2 separate regions of the Anser cygnoides genome follow, and region 1 is linked to region 2. A link is a contact called in public Hi-C data. All regions are on one chromosome and are shown on one strand. Each heading gives the region's core, a stretch centred on a gene start, on an enhancer-like site or on the middle of the called end of the contact. The rest is flanking DNA. Distances are from core to core; before and after follow the strand shown. Region 1 holds the start of CRAT (carnitine O-acetyltransferase). Region 2 overlaps LOC106047298 (a long non-coding RNA gene).

Region 1 (7,337 bases), core at 1,941-4,440, 120 kb after region 2:
CTCTTCCCCGCATGCATGCGTGACGGAGAAATGGGAGACTGCTATTTTATTTAAATATGCTGCTTCTGAAGCATCAAATCCAGAGCAGTTCAGTAGCTTGAAGTCTCTGAAATGGATAGAGCAGCATGCTGCCATCTCTTCCTCCTTGGGACCCTCCTGAACAGAAATCCTGGTCAGGAGCAAGCCCTTGAGCCCAGGAGCCTCAGTAAAGGGAGCTGCATCCACAAGTTTGCTCAAGACCTGCCTATAATTTAAGCTTCTCAGATCAGTCATCAAGCAAGAACTTGTTCCTAAGCAGCAGGACCAACAGGAGGGACAAGTCTGGGCCGTAACCCCAATCCCTCAAAGGCAGAGGGCAGAGAAGCTGCCTGCCCCGCCAGCCCCACGCATATTATAAACAAAACTTACCCAGGAAATTGAAGGCCTTGGCCCCTTCCATAGAGCAAGGTGGGCAGGCGCCAGGAATCCGCCCAGCCCAATGCTATTAGAGGGCAGGCAGCAGGACCACGTCCAAGCTGAGTTCAAACAGTGCGGGGTAAACCCAGTTTTGATATAACTTACGGGCTAGGTAGGGCGAAATAGCGACCAGCTTCTAGTCTTGCACACTGGCAGGGAGCAGCAGCAATGCTTACGCACCCCCAGTCCCCCCCAGCCTTTGGGCTCTCCCTGGCTCACACCCTTCTCAGAACATTTGGCTGCCAGGCTCCACACCACCCCCCTGCCAAGTCATTTTCCTACAAACAGGCAGTGACTCTCCCTCTTTAACACGGGTCAATTAATTTCTCATTACTTGCCCGCACCCGATTTCCCCAGTGGCTGTTCCCAGGCCGGACCTGGCACTCACCAGTTCTCCCTGAACCCGGAGCCATACCTGAGAGCGCTTCCACTTGCCCATGTCAGAAACGATGTTTATCTCCTTCTTGGGGATCATGAAGTTCTGCTGGATGGGAGGAGCCATCTCCTCCGAGGTGCCTGCGAGATGCAAGAAAGAAGTAAACCAGAGGCAGCGGAGAATAACCTTCCTCTCTTAGAAATCAGCAGTAATTTCCCAGGAGACAGAAAGCAAAGAAACCCATCCCAGCCTGCGCCATTATCTCACCGTGTCCCGCTCAAACAGTATCCTTCTCAATCCCCGGAAACATTCCCCTAAGGACCCTTCGGGGCTTCAGGAGGCTGCATTACGTTTGTTTTCACTACTAAAGACGCGTTTCCAATCCAGGCAGAGAAGTTTGCAGGAGCCAGCACAGCCAACATGCAGCTAGTTTCATTATTTCTGCCCTCGGGTCACGCTGCAGCACTGAACTTCCCTGACAAACTAACCCTGCCTGGCTTTTAGGGTGCTAGGCACGAACCACGTTCCCCTAAAAGGGACAATTCCTGCAAAGACAAAGCAGGAACGATTCAAAGGACGGCAGTCCAGAGCCACAGCCGCCAGCCCAGGGGCTCGATGGGACCCAGCACCTTCCAGGTGGAAGCTACAAAGAGCATTTAAATCGTAAAGCGCTACCAGAGCCCAGTTAATATAACATTTGATGCGCGTGCTGATCACTAACGCAGCTCTTCCCCTGGGCATCCCAACCCAAACACGTTCCTGTAAGCGCAACTTTAATTAGCATGAGGCGGTGCAGCAGACCCCTGTTAGGGGAACCGGGTGCTAATGTGAATTCGTGAATTCTCTTAACAGTCGCCCGGTTCATCATTTTAATCCCAAAAAACCTGCAGGCGTTTGTTCAGCGCTGGCAGCACTTCAGTGGCTGCTCTCCACGCCCCAGCAAGCTCAGGCACCGGCTCCGCAGCGTACTGCTCCAAACTGGACCTCCCCAAAACATCGCAGGCTGCACTTACACCGAGATACTCCCCAGAAGCAGCAGAGCAGCGCTGTCGAACAGGCAGATCAGGGGAAAGGGAACCCAAAATCCCAGGAACCACAGAGAATCTGCTACAGATCTGTCACGTAACCTTAGAAACGATTCTCCGTCTAAGAACTGACGGAGTCTCATCACCTGCCTCGGGTGTTAGGTTTGTCCCCGATCATAGGTTCCAGTAAAACCCCGGATACAGGGATGAGAGGAACAGGACGTGAGGAATTCAGAAGAAAGACGTCTCCCTGCCTTCTGAAAATTCACCCAGCGATTAGCACCACGATGACGGCGCTCTTTATAACACAGCTTATGGCACGAGCGCAGCGAAAACCTCCAGAGCTGCGGTGGGAAAGGCAAACGCCGACTTGTTCGGTGCCACAAACGACGCGCAAAGACCCGAGAGGAGGCCAGGGCCTGCCCCGGGGTGCAGGGCCCCAGGACCCGGACGCTCCCAGCCCGGTCCCGGTCCCGGTCCCGCCGTGAGAGGGGCTCGGTGCTGCCCGTCCCTCACCACGGGGAAACTGAGGCACGACCAGCGGGCGGCACAGCCCAGCCCCGGCCTGCTGCGGTGGCCCCAAACCCCTCAGCACAGGGACCGCCCCCGGCCCGGTACCAGCCGCTTTGGACGCCAAAAGGGGAGTTTTAACCCAAAAAGGGGAGCTTTTCCCCCAAAAAGGGGGAGGTCCCCCCCATAAAAAAGGGAGCTCCCCCCCCAAAAAGAGCAGCTCCTCCTCCCCCAAAAGGGAATTTCTCCCCCCAAAAGGGCAGCCCCCCCAAAAAAGCGGGCTTCTCCCCCCAAAAACGGGGCAGCCCCCCGCCACCCCCCAAAGAGCCGCCCCCCCCCCAGTCCCCCGAATCCCCAGGACCCCGTCAGGGCCCCGCCGGCTCCCGGCCGCGCTCCCCCCGTCACCTGCCCGCTGCTCGCTCTCTGCCATCTTCCCGGAGCCCGGCCGCCGCCGCCGCCGCCACCTCTCCCCCCTCACCCCCAGGACGCGCTGAAGCCGCCCGCGGCCATCTTTGAGAAGGGCACGCCGCCCGGCACTGAGGGGCAGCGGCAGGCAGCCGCCGGCTTGGCCGCTCCCGGCCACCGTCGCGCCCCCGCCGCCATCTTGGTGTAGGGCACGGCTTTTGCCCACAGGGCCATGTTTGTGAAGGGCGAAGCGGGGAGCGGCTGAGCGGCGTTAGGAGGGAGGAGAGGCGCTCCTCAGCGGGCAGGGCGCCCCCTCGCTGAGCTCCGAGCAAAGCAGCCTGCGGAGGAGCCGCCTCGCCCTTCGGAAACCGCCTCCTTCCCTCAGCGGCGGGGCTGCGCCCTTATCCAAGATGGCAGCGCCGGCTTCGCCCCGCTCCAAGATGGCGGCGGGGCGGCCCCGCCCCTTGGCGGCCGAGCGGGGCGGCGGCGGCGGCGGTGGCGGCGGTGCCCGGTGTCGCCGGTGTCCTTGCGGCGGGCGCGGAGCCATGCTGGCCTTCGTGGCCAGGGCGGCGGTGAGTGGGGGCCCAGCGGGCCTGGGCAGGGCCGGGGGGGGGCGAGGGGGCGGCGGCGGGCCCGGGACGGGACGGGACCGGGCGGGGGGTGCTGGAGCGGGGCTGGGCACGGGGCGCGCAGGGGGGGCTCGGGGGGGGCTCAGCCCTGCGGGGTTGGCGTTCAGGGAACCCTAAAACCGCGAGGGAACGTCATTCTGGGTGCGTAGGGTTGGAGAAGCCCTTCAGGATCAGCTGCTCCAGCCGTCCCCTGCCGCCCGTGTCACCGCCGCGCCTGGCCCCAAGCACCGCGTCCGGCCCGGCCGTGAGCCCCCCCCCCCCCCCCTCCCCCCGGGGACGGTGACCCCCGCACCCCCCCGGGCCGCCCGTCCCAACGCCCCTGCCGAGGGGCAGGCAGGGGAAGGCAGCCCCCCGGCAGATCCCCCCGGGAGGAGGAGGCGGCGGCGGCGGACAGCGGGGGCTACGTGACGGCCTCGCCCCCCGAGCCGCTTTCTCGGGGTGCGAGAGGGCTCCGGTTTCCGATTGAAAAGAAAAGACAAACCCCGCCGCCACCTGACACCTCCGGCCGTGCTGGGAATCGGACCCGGCTCTGAAATGCCTGCTGCCCTCCAGCCCCAGCCCGCAGGTGGGTTTCCCAGCGGCTTGGCAGGCTCTGGGAAAGGGCAGCTGCCGAGCTGCAACGGGGCCGGGGAGCGGCGCCAGCCCGAGCCGGCCACGGCCGCGCACCCCGCGCGTGTTCGTTTTCCCCGTCGCTCGTGGGGAAAAGGTGGGCTCTGCGCTGTCTTTTGCTGCCGGCTGCCTCTCCTCTGTTCGGCCGCGATCGCTGCTCCTCCTCCTCCTCCCACCAAGTGCTGCGCTTTGACCTCGCACCGAGCAAGCAGAGGACGTGAAAGAGGAACGATGCAAAACCGCTCCGTGCTTTTAAACGGGGGCGTTCTCACTGTGGTTTGGGATTTTCCTGGTTAACCCTAGGGAAATATGAAACTCGTTGCTTGGGATTATCATACTTGATCTTAGCTACGTTAAAGCCTGCTCATCTGCCCCACAGTAGATCAGACAGACATAAAGATGGGGAAATAGTCCTTGTGACAGCACAGTTCTGTTGCTGCCCTGCTTTGGAGATACTTTTTTTACTCTTTTTAAGGGTTGATGGCCCAGAGCTCCCCACAGCCGTGCAATAACGATCATACGTGCATGGGGGCGAGGGCAGTAGGACACCACCTTTAGCCCCAAAGTGAACCTGCTCCTGTCTCCCACTAATTCCCCTACTGACGCAGTCACTGACCCGTTCCTGCTGGAGAGCTGTCCTCATCCAACGCCCTCTGGCCACCTTTACCTGAGTAAAGGGACTAAATTCCCCATCACCCACAGAAGTGCTTCCCGTGCTTGTCCCATGCAGTGACACCCCCTGGTGCCGCCTGCTTCCAGGACAGAACTTGGGGTCCCTCCTGCCCGCAGGTATTTTGGTTCCCCTCCCCCTGGCTGCTGCAGCTTCACTGCAGGCAGCCTCTAAGGGAGAAGCCCCCCCCTCCGCTCCTGCGCGCTGAGGGAAAAACATGCCCAGCACCCTCACTTCTGCCATGGCTGGGGGCCCAGAACTATCGATCGAAGAGAGAGCAGCAGGCACCGAACGGGCAACGCGGGGCTGACGGGCAGCGGCCGAGGGAGGGCTTCCTGGAGAGGTGCCTCTGCGGCGCTTGATGCAATCGGACGGTCCGATTACCCGCAGATTACCCCCGGCTCTCCCGGGCCTGTGTCTGGCCTTTAGCCCTCTGATCAGAGCAGTCATGTGGCACTTTGCTAATGAGGTGACGCCCTGCACGGGCAGCACATTGTCAGGGGGAAGAGGAAACCAAGACAGGCCGAGGGAGAGCTTTACGATCATTTCTGTCCTCCCAGCCATGGATAGGAAGCAGAAGCAAGCAGAGAAGGTACAGTATGCCCACGCTGCCATGATTAACCCCCTTCATTTCTTCCCAGCCCCTCTCCTTTCATGCTTCAGTAATTCCCCCTTCTCTTGTTTTTAACATTCCTTCCCCAGATCTTGACCCCATAGTTCTTAGCAGGTCCTCCGAGGAGCGTAGAGCATTTTTGCTGGGGGCTCAGCACTGCACAGAAGGCTTTTGTCGCCTTGCAGACTTAGCTTTCTTCTTCTCCGTGCTTAACTCTTGGGAGGTGGGGGCTGGCGGACACCTATTTTCTTATTGCTTTGGAAAGCAAAGGGCATGTTCTCACTGGCTTTGCATCCTCAGGCAAAGTCCAGAGTCCTGTAGAAGAGCATCTGGTGCGGAGCTTTCTAAGGGCTTTCGCTCCCTGTCCGATCTGTGCAGCCTGTTTATAGCAGCCACGATTTCCCGAACAGTTCACTCTGACCCCTCTCCAAAGATCCCTATAATTTGGCCAGATCCGTAACGGCACCACTAGATAGAGGTCCTCCTAATACAGCTGGGTCCTCCACGAACTGGGGGGGGTTCACCAGCACAAAGGAGCGTTGCCCCAGGGCCAGCACATCACAGCCAGTCCTCCCCAGCCGTCGCTGGTGATAAACCATCCCTGGCCAAAGCTGGGGCGGGGGGAGTTAATTGTGCCTCAGATTTGACTCGCCTTAACTACATTCTGCCTCCTCAAAGTGTAAAGGGTTGTTTGATTTGGCACGAGGGTATCGTACGATGCTGTTGTACATCATAAGAAGCGATGAAACAGTTTCTGGCTAAGAGGAAATTTCTTTCACAATTTACTTTGTTCCCACTTAACATGGGATGGAAGGGTTTGACATTGTCAAACACAGCTGAAACATGCCCAGACACTGGGAGATGTTTCGTTATCCTGGCGGTGTTTCCTCTGATGAGATGGGAATCAGGATCTCGGGAGATCAAGCAGAGATCCTTGGGAGATCCTACAACCATCTAGAGACGAGACTAGAGATTGCTAGAGCATGCAGCCAGCAGACCTGAACCTTGCACTGGCGCTTCGTGTGCTCTGCTCCCATGCTGAGACCTCCGTGCACCTTCAATCTGGGATGGAGACTCCCAGATCTAGGTTATTTGCTACCTCACGGACATCGGGGGGAATGTGTGTCTCGACATGTGCTCTGTGCTTTACAGGCCAGGCCCTATGGCCTGCTGAAGCCGACGGCTTTAGGCAAGATCCCGGGCAGATTCCTGCTTCATCAAGAAGCGCTGCCCCATCTCCCCGTGCCGCCGCTGCAGCAGACGCTGGACCGCTACCTGCAGATGCTGCAGCCCATCATCAGCGAGGAGGAGCTGAACCACACGCAGGAGCTGGTGGCCGAGTTCCGCAAGCCGGGAGGCGTCGGGGAGAGGCTGCAGAAAGGCCTGGAGAGGAGAGCCAAGAAAACAGAGAACTGGGTAGGTCGGGACTTTGGCCCCGGGCGCTGATTAGGGAGGGAGGCGGTCTGCTGCACACCTCTCCGACGTGCTGGCTGCATCCACCGGGATCTGTGTTTTTATTGCATCATCTTCGTCAGCAGCCTGCCGCTGGCCTCCCTGAGCTGTGCAGGTTCACCAGGATCTGGGTGAGCGGAGCTTACGAAACGGAGTCCCTGACCTTGTTTGTGGTCACTAAATCCCTTAACCTGTTAGCATCGCACAGCTGCCCTAAGAAGCTGAAGGAAATTCCCTGCTCAAGCCCTGCACCAAGAGCCCCCGCTGCCTCAGTCCCCCTCTACCATACCATAAGCGAAGCACAAACCCCAAACGCTGTTTGCAAAGTGTGGGGCAGAGCTGGGGGCAGCGTGCTGAGAGCATTCGCCTGGGCTTGGGTCAAACAGCAGCAGACGCCGTGCCTGCATGTTTGCCTTTCTCCATCCCAGCTCTCCGACTGGTGGCTGAAGACAGCTTACCTGGAGTATCGCCTGCCAGTCGTGGTGCACTCCAGCCCTGGTGTGGTCTTACCTAAGCAGGATTTTCTGGATCGACAAGGTCAGCTCAGGTAAAGTCCATTTCTGCCTTCCCCTGGGCTTCAGGTGGGATGAGC
Region 2 (6,757 bases), core at 467-2,966:
GCTTTCCTTAGGGGGGTCTCAAAGCCCATTTACCCCCCGTACAGCAAGCATGGCCCCAGATCCCCGCTCAGCACACAAAGAGCAGGGAGCAGCTCGCTCAAAGGCAGCACGTGTTACGAGGTAAACCCGCATTATGCACGCCTTGAATGGTGTGCAAGGCAAAGAGCAGAAATGGAGACGGTTCTCCCACCTCACCCTAACGTGGGACACCAGGTCTGCTCCCAGGCTGGTGAGGGGAGCAGGCAGACCTGGAGGTGTAGCTGGATTTCGGGGACTAAAGAGGAAAAACAGCAGAGCCATGGAGCTGCAGAGGCAGTGCTGCCCAGGGCAAGGACTGCAACGGGCCCCCCTTCTGCCCTCCCCATTTTGCAGCCCAGCACGGGGTCCTGCCGGGCTGCACACCGCTGCTGCTGGCTCTGCTGCTCCTCCTCGGCCACGGTGCCCGGGCTGGGACAGGCAGAGCTTGTGCAGCAGCCTCAGCAAGAAAACGTCTTGAAGACCACAGTTGTGGTGGTGCAAACCACCGTGCACACGGCCTGACCTTCCCCAGGAGGGCCCTCGCTCTGTCCTCCAGGGGTAAGCAGCCCCCGGCCATCGCTGCTGTCCTCGATTTTGGGGCAGGGAGCAAAGGAGGATTTGGAGACGTCCCTGCTTGAAGCTGCTCAGGGGGTCAGAGGCAGATGGAGAGGGGTGCTCTGGAGCTGGACATAGGCAGGACACAGCTCATGCCTGGTTCCTCGTGCCGCACCAGGAGATCCTGTGCTTTGTACGTCCCGTGCTGGATGTCGCAAGGGGACGAGGAGCCCCGGAGCCCTGCATGGCTGCAGGAAACCGCCCTGAGCGGGGGCATGGCCCCGAGGGACGGAGCCAGGTGGCCGGGTGAAGCCGGGGTGCTCCAGAACCGTGGTGGCACCGAGCCACCAGCTCCAACCACGCCACCGGGCGACGTCCCAACCCGGGCACCGCCACCACGGCCGGGCGGGGATGCGTCCCCGTGCGTGGCGTGGGGCAGGGGGCTTCGCACCGCCTCGCTCGCCGGCTCGGGGAAGCAAATACAAAGGCTGGGCTCCCCAGCCCTCGCTGATGGTCGACCTCTCCGTTGTCCTCGCTGCACGCCTGTCCCAGTTCCAGCAGCCGGTTGCTACAGCAACTGAGCTCTGACTAATCATTTGCGCAATGACCTTTTTTCCCCCCAGAGAGAGGGAGGGAGGGAGATGGAGAGGAGGGAGGGAGGGGAGGAGAGGCAAAGCAAGTGGAGGTTAGCAAGAAAAAGCAGCCGGGGAGAAGGGGGTTTTTTAGGAGATGCGAGATCTGGAGGGGAGGGGGGCAAAAGGGGGGAGGGGGGGTGCATTATGCAGGTGCCCCCACGCCCCAGCCGGCCCCCCGATGGGGAGAGCAGAGGGGGCCAAGCTGTGTGCCGGCGGGTGCAGCGTCTTGCTGGGGCTGTTTTCATGGTGAGGGGGTGGTGGAGGCAAAACGGGGCTTGAACACAACACATCCCTCCTCCTCCCCACCCCATGCCCCCCCCCCCCCAAAGGGCCAAAAGTCAAGAATTTGGGTCTGCCGCCAAGTGCCTGCGCAGGGCTGACGGTCAGCCCGCCTCGCGCACCCCCAGCACAGCACCAGTGGGTGCAGCTCTGGGGGGCTAACACGGGGCTGGGCCCAACCCCAAATCCCCCCCAGTGCCACACCGAGGGGCAGCACAGCCGGACACTGCTGCTGGGCCACCAGATCCGTCCGGCGAGAAACCTGAGCCCAGCTCCAGCCACCGGCACGGTGCCACCGGGAGGGGTTCGCTCCCTCCGCTGCCGATCTCAGCCGGGTGAGAGCAGGGTCAGGGCTGGCTCCGTCTGCACAGCACGGTAAATAATGCACGAGCCTCTCTGCACAGACCCAAGGAACACGCGTGAGATCGCATCCTCCTGACTCGGGGGGGGGAGAAAGTAAGTTTAGGGGTTGCACGGACCTCTCCTCCTCACTGGCACGTCCCCCAGGAGGCAGAAGTGGTGACACTGGGAGCGGTGGCGGGCAGGTGCTCACCGAGGGCGGACGGCTGTGCCACCAGCCCCGCGTTTCCACAGCGAAAGGATTTGGGCTCGTTTCCAGTGGGAGCAGAAAAGAGCCACATCTGACCTTGACCAAGCGCAGAGAGCTAAAGCCAGCGGAGATAGCCGGCGACAGAGATCCCCAGTGGCAGAGGGCAGAAATCTGTGGAGACTCAAAGAAGAATGGGTTGGCTATTTGGGGAAAAAAAATAAGGAAAAGAAAAAAGGAATTTTGAATAAAACAAAATGTTTTTGTGGAGGAAGATTCCACTATTGGAAAAAAAAAGCCTGATAAGCTCTGCGATACATCAGGGCGAGTTGGCAAGTTAGGGGAATGAGAAGAGGAGACCTGGTGTGGCTCAGGGGCAAAGCAGGGGAGGAGCGAGCTGTGCCCGGGGTGCTGAGCACGCACCCCACATGCAGGAACTCGGGAACACCCCGACAATGCTGAGCTCTGCTCAGCTCAGACCCAGAACCACTCGGAGAGATGTTCTGGTGGCCTTGGCCAGCCCTTTCTTGCCCTTTCTGTGCTGAAGACGGGCCCTTAAGTGCGCTTGGACAAAATCCTTGCTCCAAATACCTCCAACGCTTGGCCCCGGAGCACATTTGCCTTTTATCGGCACGGCTCGGCACCTACAGAAATCCCCCCTGCAGGATGTGACCCCAAGCTTGGTGAAACCCACAGGGACTTCGCGGAGGGCTCACAGCACGTCCGTAGCAGTGCCAGCACTACGCGGTGCGCTGCAGGCAGCCACGGCTTTCTCCGCTGGAGCTCGAGCAGATCAAAGACATGTCGAGCCCAATGCGATAAGCGCTGCTGAACGGCGAGAGACAGAAACTCGGGCTTGGTGCTACACAATGCGGTCTCACAGCTCCCAGATCAGGCCCAGGGCACGGAGAGCCCCAGCTCACGCCTGCCTCCGAGCCACCTTGTAGCCGGGGGCCACCGCGAGACCAAAACGCAGAGCGCAGAAATAAAACTGCTTTCCACCTCTTTTCAGTTAAATCACTGCAGCTCGCAGAGCCCCACCAAGGACAATTATTTCCAGCATGTGCCGTGCATGAACGCTGCAAGCGAGGCAGAGATGGAGTTTCATCACAGCCCGGCTTTGTGTGCAGGGCGAAGGAGGAGGAAAGAGAAAAAAAAAAAAAGGAACTTGGAACTCAAGGCCCCCCCGGCCTCACCCTGATCCCGAGGAGGCTCCGCTCTGCTCTTGCTCAACCCGACACCGAGAATGAGGAAGCGGAGGAGACAGGCGGGGGAGGCGGAGGAACGGTCAAGCTGAAGACAAACAGCCTCCGCGCCGCGCCGCGCGGCTGGGGAAGCTTGGCGAGCCAGAGGGCGCGGGAGCAAAGGGCGCAACGAGCAGAGCCCCCGGCCCCTCTGGGCTGGGGTCCCTGCGGCACAGAGCTGGGGCTTTGCTCCGGGTTTGGGTAACCTGAAAGCAGGTCTTCAGGTTTGTAGTGTCCAGCACCCGGAGCCACAAAGGCAGCCCAGAGCTCGCCTTCCCAGGTGGCAGCCGGTGACAGCCGAGCCACCACCCGGTGCTGGCTCACCCTTGTAGTGCACAGGGATGGCACAGCCGTGCCAAGCCGAGCTAGCCACAGCCAGCCCTCTGCCTTCCTTGCTTGGTTCTAGCCAGCTTGTGGCCCAGCCAGCAGCTCCCTCATTCACCTCTGCCCTCCCGAATGCCGGGAACCACAACACCTCGTTCGTCACAAACAGAAGCTAGCATAAAAAATTAAACCCAGCCAGGCGCGAGGCACTCTTGGTGGCTGCTGGAGCCCGGGGCCCTCTCCCTTCCCCATGCCCCTGGTCCCAGCAGCTTCTGTCGCCATCCCCATCCAGGCAAACAGCTGCTCTCTCCTCATCTTGCCCCGAGGGAAGGAGAAATCCTGGTGAGGTGAGCCCTGTGCACCCCCAGCCCAGCAGGTGGGAGAGCAGCACCCCAGCGCTGCCGCGCTCCTGTAGGTTCGCCCTTCCACCTGGTAGGACAGCCAGGAGGTGCCCTGACCCTCTTCGAGCAAAAAAAAATGGTAGCAAGGACATCAAGAGACTTGCCCGGAGCCAGGACAGAGAGCCGGGGAGGGGTTGGTTAGACCCGCTTCGTACCAGGCAGCATTAGCTCTACCCCACCGGTGCTACTGCCCCCGAGGGAGGGTCAGACGGCTGCCGGTGATCGACGCTGGGCCCTGCAGGCATCAGAGGGACATGGGCACAAGGCAGGGACTGCTCCAGTTTAAATTTCTGCTACACCTTGAATTCGCCCAGCATAGGGTGCGTGTGGGAGATCCCTGAAGGGGTTCCCATTACTGGAACCCAGAGGAAGGTTAGAAACCAAGGCCTGTAAGACAAACCCCGTTCGCATTTTCTAATCTCTCCAGGACAAGCAAGAACGAGGGCAGTACCCAAGACGGGGGGTGCCTCAGCTGTACCCATGCCTGGCTGTTGCCACCAGGCTGCCCGCAGGGATGGGGACGGAGCTCTTTGCGGGTACCCGAGCAGGACCGTCGCCAAGCTCTGTGAAACCTATCCCAAGGGCTTGCTGTTTTCCAAGGACAGCGGCAAATCCCATGGGAAGGAGACCTTCAGGAGCGCTGGGGAGGCAACCAAGCCCAGACAGGGACCAGACAGGAGAATGCAAACCCAGCAAAGCCCTGGGGAAAGGAAACCCAGCAGAGCCCAGTGAAAAGAGGAGTTTTCTTTCCCCTCCCCGCAGCCATCCCAGTGCAGGAGCTGGGGTGAGGGTGCCGTCACCCTCTGCCTGGGCCAGCCAGGAACTTTTAGCCAGGAGCAGAGCCCGATGGCAGAGGCGCCGTGGGAAGGCAGACGAGCACCGGGACCCGTGTGATCTCCCCCAGCAAGCGGCAAATCCTGTGAGTTTACACCCAGCTCACATCTGACCCCAGGGGCATTCTGCATCCAGAGCATCCCTGGAAGGGAAAAACCAGCTGCCAAAACCCAGGAGGCTCCACCTGCCCAGAGTTTGCATTTCCAATTTGGCTGGGAAACTGGCAAAATACAGACCTGAGAAGCCAATTTCCCCCCGGAACATCCATCACCACCCCCAAAACACACCAGGCTCCAGCCCAGCAAGGTGCCAGGCTGACTCTGGGCAGGGGGGACCATTTGCTGCAGCAATGCCTTCATCAGGGGGGCATGGCACCTTTTGGGAAGCGAGGCCAAGGGAATGGCAAACATGCCAGGATGGGGTCCGGGCGCACCTGCTCGACACCTTTTTCCACCTTTAGAGTGACCCAAAAACGAGCAAATTGTCCCCGCCTTCTCCTGCAGCCCCCATCCGCGGGACCAGGCGAGGACTGAGCCCCTCTTAGCAACAGCGCTGGATTTAAATAAATGCAATTCTGCTGAGAGGGGGAAAAAAATAAAAGGAATAAAGGATGTGCCTCTCCAGCTCCTCCTCCCCTCCCAGAAACCTGTGTGCTATGCAAATATATGCAAATGAGACATGGAAGGGGGGGAATGAAACTGGCTCTCTAAACCAGCATGGTTTTAGACTGGGAAGCATTGGAAGCAGCTCGGTGGAAAGTTGAGGCAGAAATAGCTACAGCATGAGAGGGACGAGCAATGACGACTGGAGGGTGCGCGTCCCAAAACGCCTCCGGCAGCGGGATCGGCTCCCGCAGCAGCACGCAGCCCCAATCCTCCCTCTCGACACCCCGTTTCTGCAGCCGATGCTAAACTGCTCGCAAAATCCCCCTTCCCTTCACCCAGGGAAAAAAATAAAGCAGCAGAAAGCTTGCTTTGCTGCTGCTTACAGTTCCCAATGCACACCCAGCAAGGGATGGCGAAAAGCATCGCAGCGCCTGCGAGCCCTTTGCCACCACGGTGCCCGGTGCTGAGCAGGGGCTGGGGACCACGGGCAGAGCGGGGGTCACACTCTGCGGGGTGGGCACTTGCCCCAGGGACTGCCGGAGGAGCGACACCTTTCTTACGTGAAGAATGGGATCGTGTGAATTCCAGCTCATTTGTTCCAGGCAATTTATCCACCCCGGTATTGCCTTGTTTGGTAACATTTTCTCAAGGGGGTTCTGCCGAGAAGCAGGTGAAATCTAGAAAGTCTGAAGGCTTCGGGGTGTAAACACCATTTGCCTGAGCGATGCTGCTCACGTTGATAGTCAATGCCTGAGCATTTTTACTCAGAAACAGGAGGATATTTTTTTTTTTCGGATGTTAAACATGCTCTGCTTGAGAACAGACCTGGCTGAAGCAGTAGCACTTTCCTTCCTTTTGAATCAGACTAGGAATTTTTAATTTTTATTATTATTATTATATATATATTTATTTATTTTTACAGAAATAGTTCAGATGTTCTGAACTCAGTGGAAAGTTTCTGGTGAAGTGCCAATGGCCCGGACAGCCTTGGTCCACGGCAGCCCCGCTTCGGTCAGCGGGTGATTTGTGCCAGCACGCACAGGCTGCAGTGGGGAAGGTGCTCCCAAAACCCAGCCCTGACAGCAGGAGGGAGGGGACAGTGCAGCAGAGAAGGGCTGGTTCCAGCCCCCACAGCACTCTCCATCAGCCCCGAGGCTGGAGGTGGGATATGGGGACCTGCTTCCCATCTCACGCTGGGACACACGGGTGGGTGTTTGTGAAAGGCACCGGAGAGGACCCAGCTGCTCCCTCCATCACCTCTGCCACCATTCACCACCACGGCTTCCCCCAAGGAGGTCACAGCACCATGCTCGAG

The links. A called contact is a pair of places that touch in the nucleus more often than the background predicts.
Region 1: a contact with region 2 is called in a Hi-C map of liver, with 9 times the contacts expected there. The contact joins the promoter of CRAT here to the enhancer-like site in region 2. A contact is called at or near these places in 2 of 7 Hi-C or Micro-C datasets (both in liver).

Annotation. Positions count from the first base shown.
Region 1 is chr20:6,153,091-6,160,427 of Taihu_goose_T2T_genome, forward strand. CRAT (carnitine O-acetyltransferase) reads left to right here and starts at 3,191. Exons shown (of 14, transcript XM_048053057.2): 1 at 3,191-3,344; 2 at 6,446-6,709; 3 at 7,174-7,292. The coding sequence starts at 3,213. It overlaps PTPA (protein phosphatase 2 phosphatase activator), which reads right to left and starts at 2,927. Exons shown (of 9, transcript XM_048053203.2): 1 at 2,773-2,927; 2 at 872-972. The coding sequence starts at 2,797.
Region 2 is chr20:6,035,840-6,042,596 of Taihu_goose_T2T_genome, forward strand. All of the region lies in intron 3 of LOC106047298 (a long non-coding RNA gene), which reads right to left. Among named protein-coding and RNA genes, the nearest start is that of NTMT1, 39 kb to the left of the region's middle. Within about 2 kb of position 1,717, at least 3 of the 3 cell types and tissues checked have open chromatin away from gene starts, as enhancers often do. A contact at or near this core is called in liver, where this site is marked.